Regions from separate parts of the Triticum aestivum genome. Here region 2 is linked to region 1. Evidence: chromatin contacts called from public Hi-C data. All regions are on one chromosome and are shown on one strand. The core of a region is the stretch at or near the end of the contact, and the rest is flanking DNA. Distances in the headings are between cores, read along the strand shown. Region 1 holds the start of LOC123110975 (deaminated glutathione amidase, chloroplastic/cytosolic). Region 2 has its middle 25 kb from the start of LOC123110976.

Evidence for each region. Hi-C and Micro-C count contacts between places; a contact is called where the count stands out from the background.
Region 2: a contact with region 1 is called in a Hi-C map of leaf, with 3 times the contacts expected there. The contact joins the enhancer-like site here to the promoter of LOC123110975 in region 1. A contact is called at or near these places in 2 of 5 Hi-C or Micro-C datasets (both in leaf).

The regions. Positions count from the first base shown.
Region 1 is chr5B:186,497,248-186,501,107 of IWGSC CS RefSeq v2.1, forward strand. LOC123110975 (deaminated glutathione amidase, chloroplastic/cytosolic) reads left to right here and starts at 1,297. Exons shown (of 9, transcript XM_044531632.1): 1 at 1,297-1,600; 2 at 2,026-2,162; 3 at 2,555-2,683; 4 at 3,147-3,205. The coding sequence starts at 1,337.
Region 2 is chr5B:186,535,087-186,538,878 of IWGSC CS RefSeq v2.1, forward strand. No RefSeq gene overlaps it. Among protein-coding and RNA genes, the nearest start is that of LOC123110976, 25 kb to the left of the region's middle. Within about 2 kb of position 2,300, at least 7 of the 8 cell types and tissues checked have an H3K27ac peak or open chromatin away from gene starts, as enhancers often do. A contact at or near this core is called in leaf, where this site is marked.

The DNA of each region.
Region 1 (3,860 bases), core at 47-2,546:
GCTACAAGAAAACCCTGTGCACTTGCAGGCTATCACGGGGTAAGAAATGCTGCAGCAGCTCGTTAGTTCGTGTACCTGCATGGGATTTGAAAAAAGGTGTTTGAAATAGTTAGTTACCACCGCCGCCATCTCCTCCATCTCCATCTCCACCCCTCCATCATCTTTTCTTAATATTTTACTCTATTCCTTCTCGTACTCTCATAAGCATATTGTGGAAGTACTTTGTGTTTCGGTCTCCTTTAGCCAACCAATCAATGTGTGCCCCCTTTTTCCAATACATGTTGCGCTATATGTGAGAATATGTTCCTTATTTATGTCTCGATATCACCTTTGGTAGGGGATTAACTGGGCATGATCTTAAGATAGTACTACTACCATTGTACATGCCCTAGGAGCATCTCTTGTAGATCCCGTAAAAGCTGGCCGGGCTGCATTTTTCCGGCGGTTTTACGGGACGAACGAAAATGATGGCTTGAACAGGTCGACTAAAAATGGCCCGGCCCGTAAAAGTTTGACGAGAGGCCCGTAAATCGACACCGAATCCCACTTATATACTGGATCCGGTCGATTTTAGGGTATCCATTCGCCATTTTCCTTATCCACTTGCCCGCAAATCCTCTCTACTCTGGCGAGAAATCCCTTTGCTCCGGCAGCCGTTTGCGCCGCGCATAGCTACCGTAGTAGATACGTGATGTCGTGCGCGGGCGGCAGAAAGAGTGGCTGAGGGGGGTTCGACGACCGCGGCAGCGAGCCGCCTCGCAAGCGCTGTAATGATGGTGAGGCGGGGATCTCCTCCCTCTGCCCGTCGTTGGAGGAGTGGCGCCGTGCGCAGGCGCGGCACCCACTCCAGCAGCGCCGATGCACATGCGTGGATATCCGGCCATCCAGCGCCTCCGGGCGGTCGAGCACGCCTGGTTCGAGGCGAAGGAGGTGGTCGCTGCTGGGACGAAGCTGTAGCTGCGCGACTCAACGCGTCGAAGGAGGAGTACTAGCTCGCCTTTGTCCTCTCCAACTCCCTCTTGGAGCACCACCTCGGTGTCGGCAAGTCCGGTGATGGTGATGGTGACAAAGAGTAGAACTCCGGCGGCGAGTAGTTTAAGTTCAAGTATGAACTAGTTTAAGTTTGAAGTATATTTTATGAGCTATGTTTATATCACATGGTATGAACTATGTTTATGTGGAACTTCGGTGATGTTTAAATGGCGCAAACTATTAGTTTAAAAATCGAGTAAACTCCGGTGATCCTTAGGTGATTTTTACGGGATACCATAATCGAAGTTTGCAGGACGACGGTTTGCGGGATCTACCCGAGATGCTCTAAGATCCAACGGTCTCGATGAGACCACGTGGGATCTCTTCCTCGGCTGTCGGCTCGTGCCCCCGAGCAGGTGATCCAGGCGGCTGGGCATCGACTTCCCCTGTCATGGCCTTGGCCTCCTTCGCGGTCTCGCCCCCAACCGCCGCCTCCGCCGCCGTCCTCCGCCGCGCCATGTCGTTCTCCTCCGTCTCCGCTGCGTCGCAGGCGAGGGTGGGTGTGGTGCAGATGACCTCCGTGGGGGACCTCGACGCCAACTACGCCACCTGCTCCCGCCTCACCAAGGCAAGCCTTCCTCCCTTCCCCTAAGATCTAACCCTGCACCGCCGGGAGCATGGAGTTGATCGCCTGCTGCGATTTGGAACTGGAAGAAACATTTAGTTGCAGCGAGAAGGAGATATGCAAGTGTGTAGTTATCAGACAATGTGTTTTGGCTATTGAAATGAAGAAATTGTAGCATTTCGTCTCGGACAAAGCTAGTAAGAGAAGGAATTCTGCATTCGATATGCTCTTCTGGGATCTGGAATGCACGAATAGATGAATTATAAGCAAACCTTTCGAAACTGAGTTCTATGTCATGTGTGTGCTGCACCTATCGCAGTCCTCATTGGTTTTATTCTTTCTACAGTACTTAATGCTGTTCTTTTTTGTTTTCCTACTTTATTGGTAGATAAATGCATATAGACTAACATGAGATAATATTTTCTTAGGAAGCTGCTGCGGCCGGAGTCAAATTTCTTTGCTTCCCTGAGGTCTTCTCCTTCATAGGATCCAAGGATGGCGAGTCTGTTAAGCTAGCCGAACCATTAGATGGCCCAATAATGCAGAGATATTGCTCACTTGCAAAGTTAGTAAGAACATCTTTCTCAATTGCTCACTTGTAAAGTTAGTAAGAATATCTTTCTCAATTTATTTTTCCATTTCAAAGCAGAGCTTTCTCACTTGTACTTTGTAGTGAGTAAGCCTTTTGATTTGATACGCTATCAGCTCTTTGATTTAGGAATAATTGTTTCGCACTATCTTACAGATGATTCTTTCTAACTATATATTCAGTATGTGGTTTTTTATTTCGTTCATCTGTTAGCTTACAAATATCTTTTAGCTTATATAGATACGTATGCAAGTGTATGTAATGCTCCTTCATTAACTATCTGTTGGCACAAAAAATCCTTGCCATTTTGAGGTTTTTAAATGGAGTGAATCAGCATGTCGAGCCCTTATCATAGCTTCATTCTGCAGTGAGTCAAGTATGTGGTTGTCTCTTGGAGGGTTTCAAGAAAGGGGCCCGGATGATTCGCACCAGTACAACACTCATATATTAATCGATGAATCTGGAAAAGTTAGGAGCTCATACCGGAAAATTCATTTGTAAGTGCTTCTTTCACAGCTCTTGGGAGAAACTTGCTTTCAGTAATATTTGTGAGAGACTTGCATTCAGTAATATTTGCGAGTACTTTATTTTAGCTGGCTATATTTATCAGTCGTTATCATAGCTTCATTCTGCAGTGAGTCAAGTATGTGGTTGGGGCTTTCAGCAATAGAATGTTAAACAGTAGGTCTTCAATTTACATGGTAAGGGCAAATGATGCTATGAACTGAAGGGCTATAAGCTGCATATATTGTCACTTCCAGATAAGAGAAATGTTGATCACAACTACATTTGTCACGTCATATCACAGAGCTGCAAAATCATATTTCTGGACTTGTGTCTAAATAATGAACTTTTGGCAAATGACTGTTGCTTCTTTCTTCCTTTTACTTTTTCCTTCTTGTTGTGGTGCATTTGCAATACTGTAGTTCGGTAGTTAACCTTGGCATTGTTATGCTGAAGGTTTGATGTGGATGTACCTGGCAACATGGTGTATAAGGAAAGCCGTTTCACGACAGCAGGTGCTATTTATTAATCCCGTTTTCCAAGTTTTGTCTATTCTGTGCAATATATGTATATTTGCTAGAGTTGGTCTTAAATGAACATTTTATCCATCGGATTTGTTTTAAAATCTTGTAGATCTGTGGTGCATAAGTTTCTCTTATAAGTTTACTCTCATATTGAAATTATTATTAATTTCTAACTCGTTGTCACTTTTCTTAACGTCATGTTGTCGTCTAGTTAAACAACTTTCAATGATAGAGATCATGCTATAAGTATAATATGATATTCAATTGCAGTAATAGTCTGTGTCCCATTTATTCTAGATACCTAAATTTGAACAGAATTGTTTATGGTGTATCTGGTTTGCCATTTGCAATATACTTCATTGTCTTAGAAGATTTTGCAAGACATTCATTATGGATTACCGGATATTTTAGTGTTCTCTGTGCGGTAAAGCTAAATGTTAGAAAATCTTGAAATCTGTTGTATGTGAGCCCATATCCAGGCTGGCCCATAAGGCCCAAGCCCATGTACCCGGCCTAGAAGAGGAGGAGGTCGTCGATGTCTGGCAGTTAGCACCGCCAGAGCTATCAAAAGGTTAGGCCAACTGCGACGCTGGGACGCATTAGGTCTGTTCGCGTCCGTTTGGGTCCTTGTCCGCCACGACCCATT
Region 2 (3,792 bases), core at 1,050-3,549, 39 kb after region 1:
TGGAATGATCAGTTCTCAGTGTGTTCATATACAAGTGACTACTTTATTTTGGCGGACCATCTCGTCTCGCTCCGCGCTCGTCTCCGTGCCTGAGCCCGTCGTGCGTCACTCCGACGCCGGCGTCCACCTCCCCCGGCGCTCGCCACTCTGGCCACGTCGGCCACCTTCCCGCTCTTCCCCGCCATGGACGTCAGCCCGCACTCGCACTCGGCGACCTCGCGCCCCGCGGGGGAGCGCCCCGTTGTGTCTGGCTTGGGTCTCTCGTCCTGCTCGGCATCGTCGACCGCTTCGGAGGGGGCTGAGGCCTCGTCTAGGCCACCGGCGGGCATGGCCGACGGCCTGCAGCTGGTCCCCTGGGAGCGGCCTCCCCTGTCTGGGCGTGCCAAGTGGCGGCGCCGCCATGACCCGGCCGCGCAGCCGCAGCGCGTGCCGCCACGCTTCTCCCCTTCGCGCGAGGTGTCACCGGAGATGGTGGGCCTGTGCTTCCGCTGCTTCCAGGACGGGCACTACCGGAAGGATTGCACCAATGACATTGTCTGCTTCAGGTGTGGGCTGTCGGGTCATGGATCCAGGGTCTGCAAGCGGCCCCTGCAGCCCGTCGTCGCCAGAGGAGCTTCGGAGGCTTGTCGTCAAGAAGGTGGCTCGCGGGGCATGGGATCTGCTCCTGCTAGTCGCGGCTCGGGTGGGGCGTTGGCGGGAGCGCTGCTCCGCTCCCGCCGCCGCCCCCTGCGGCTGCCGCGGTGCCACCGGTCTGGCCCCGCCTCCCCACGCCGCCTCCGGTCGGGCCTTGCCACCCGGTGCCGCGACCGGTGCTGCCTGTGGACGAGGAGTTTGACCCGTCTGAGCTCTGCTTGGTGCGCCGCACCCAGTCCATGGAGGGGTTGGAAGGCCGGCTGCAGTTATCCATGGTGGCATACGCGGCGGGCGCTAGGAATGATATCTCGCTGGAGTTCGTTCTTGAGGTGCTGTAGGTCAAGGTGTGCATAGAGCCGCAGTGGGTGTCTGTGCACCGCTTCCGGCCGGAGGACTTTCTCATCATCTTCGCGCTCCCGGAGCATAGGAACAGACTTTGCACCATGCCGGCGGTGGAACATCGTGGGGTCAGACTCTTCTTCCGTCAGTGGAATCGGCAAGCTCAGGCGGTGCATTCGGTGTTCAGGACCAAGGTGTGGATCGAGATGGAGGGCATCCTGCCGCACGCCTGGGAGCTGGAGGTGATGGAGCGGCTCCTGGGTTCGTCTTGCTTGGTGGATGCGATGGCGCCGGAGACGAGCTCCTGTGCGGATCTCTCCTCCTTCAAGGTTACGACGTGGACGGCTGACCCAGAGGCGATCCTGACGCTCCGTTGGTTGGGGGTGCCAGAACCTGGCCTGGGGGTGCGGCCATCCCAGCCAGCGTTGCTGCAATACAGAGTCCTGATACATCTCGTGCAAGTTCAGGATTTCGCAGAGGCAGAGGAACCATGGTTTCTTGGGGGCGGTTCTTCAAACAGTGGTTAGAGTGGTTTGCCGGGCTCCAAGGACAGCATGGATGGTGGCGATGGGGCCGTCGCTCGCCGTCGGTCATGGAGTTCGGTGCTCGGGATTCTCGGGGAGGCGCGAGCTCGGGTCGCGGCGGCAATGGCGCGAGGTCAGGTGGAGAAGGCCGCGGTCGGGCCATGGCGGCCATGGAGTGGAGGCTGCCCGCCATGGATGAGGCGCCGGTGGTGGCCCCGGTGCGCCAGCAGGTCCATGCCAGCGACCGTCTTGCGGTCAGGACCTCTTCTTTTGAACGTTTGACCGGGCGGGCTTCCACGAGGCAGGGACATGATCAGGTTCAGCCTGGCGCAGCTGGGGCGGGGCCTAGAGAACTTTCCCCAGATGCTTTGCCTTTGGATGAGGCCGCTGATCGCGGTCCAGCTCATGCGGAGGATTCGGTTGATGCGGGGATAGAGGACCAACAGGCAGTTCGCGCGCCCATCCCAAGGCCACAGCTGGCTTCGATTCTGGTGGTTCCTGAGGTGCCCCAGAACGTGGCCTCCGTCTCGGATCCCCAGGCATCGGTGGTAGGACCGGACGCAGGTTTTGGCACGTTCCCAAGTTCAAACCTAGATGAAGTGACCAAGGCTGTTTTGGCGGAGCGCGAGCCTATCCAGAGTTCTCTGCCTTTGCAGGCAGGCCGAACTGCAGTCTTGGCGGTTCCAGAAGTGGACAGTGGGCCATAGCAGTGAAAAGGGAGGGGCCAGCGACCCTACTCTGATAGGGCCGGAGATCGAGACAGTGGAGGGCCATCCTCTAGGTCAGGGATCATTCCAATTGGTGGGCACGTTGCCGCGTGCACGAGAAGGAGTGTTGCCTGCTGCCTCCACTGATAAGGACAAGGCTGTGGAGAGGGACCCACCTGTGGTGTTGGGATGCGTGGAAGGGGAGCTGGCTCCCCCCGTTGGTGCATGCCCCTTTTGCTTGCAACGGAGTGCATGCATGCATGGAGGGGCGGGATGCGTTTGTCACATCACCACTTGATCCAAATTCTGAGAGGGACAAGGGGCGCAAGAGGGACCCACCTGCTGTCTTATCGGGATGCGAGGCGGAGTTGGCCGCTCCCCAGTTGGTGCATGGACATGCAGGCATGGAGGAGCGGGATGTGAATGTCACTTCACCTGTACATGTTGATGATATCCATCATGCATCTGGAGGCGGCACGCAGACGAGGTGCAGTTGGAGCCGGTTTCCGTTGAAACCCAGGGGTTCTCGCGGCAGGAAGAGGTGGCGTACGGCCGGATGAAGACCTTCTGCTCTAACATAATCAAGAGGTTAGCTCCACCTATTCAGAAGGAAGCCAGGCCTTGACCCTTCGCTTGGATGCTTAGCCTTTCACCCCCGTCCTACAACCAGGGCAGCCAAGAGGGCTGGGATACATGCACCATCGAAGGCGACACCGGTAGAGAATGTCCTGTTGAGAGCACTAGGTTTGGCCCCAGAGTATTTGGAGCCAGATGAGGCTGTTTTGGATGAGCTCAAAGAGCTGTTTGACTCACCACTCCGCGAGCAACATGTGAGAGTGATCGCTGTGATTTTTGGCAAGATGCTACCACTAAGGGCTGAGCTTGAGGGAGGCAACACGATGGCGATCGCCGCGTAGTCTTTGCGCTGTTGGGTGCTGGTGTTTCACACATGTTTCGCATGGATACAAGCTCTTCGATTACATGTTGGAACGTGCGAGGTTTGAACAATCCGGCGAAAAAGAAGGCGGTGAGGGAGTTCATCTCCGCAATCAAGTGTAATATGGTGTGTCTCCAGGAGACGACACTTGATGTTGTAAACCAATTTACTATCATGCAATGTATTGGACCATCATATGATGGCTTTGCTTACCTCCCGGCGATTGATACTCGTGGAGGTGTGGTTTTGTCTTGGGACTCGACCGTGGTGCAGGTGGATCATGTTGTCTTGGACACACATGCTCTCACCGGACTGGTTCATAACCTAGACGGGAGCCAGTGGTGGATCATAGTGGTGTATGGTCCACAAGGAGATGAGCAGAAGCTGGAGTTTTTGCAGGAGTTACGGTTACGAAGAACGGCATGCCCCGGCCCCTGGATGCTTCTGGGTGATTTCAACATGATTCTTAGAGCTTCGGAGAAAAATAACACCAACATTAACAGGCGCACGTGAACTACTTTAGGGCGTTCGTGGATGATCTTGAGCTAAAAGAGCCATACATGCACGGAAGGCGCTTCACGTGGACTAATGAGAGGGACTGCCCTACCCTAACCAAAATCGACTGTGTCCTTGTTTTGGTGGATCGGGACCT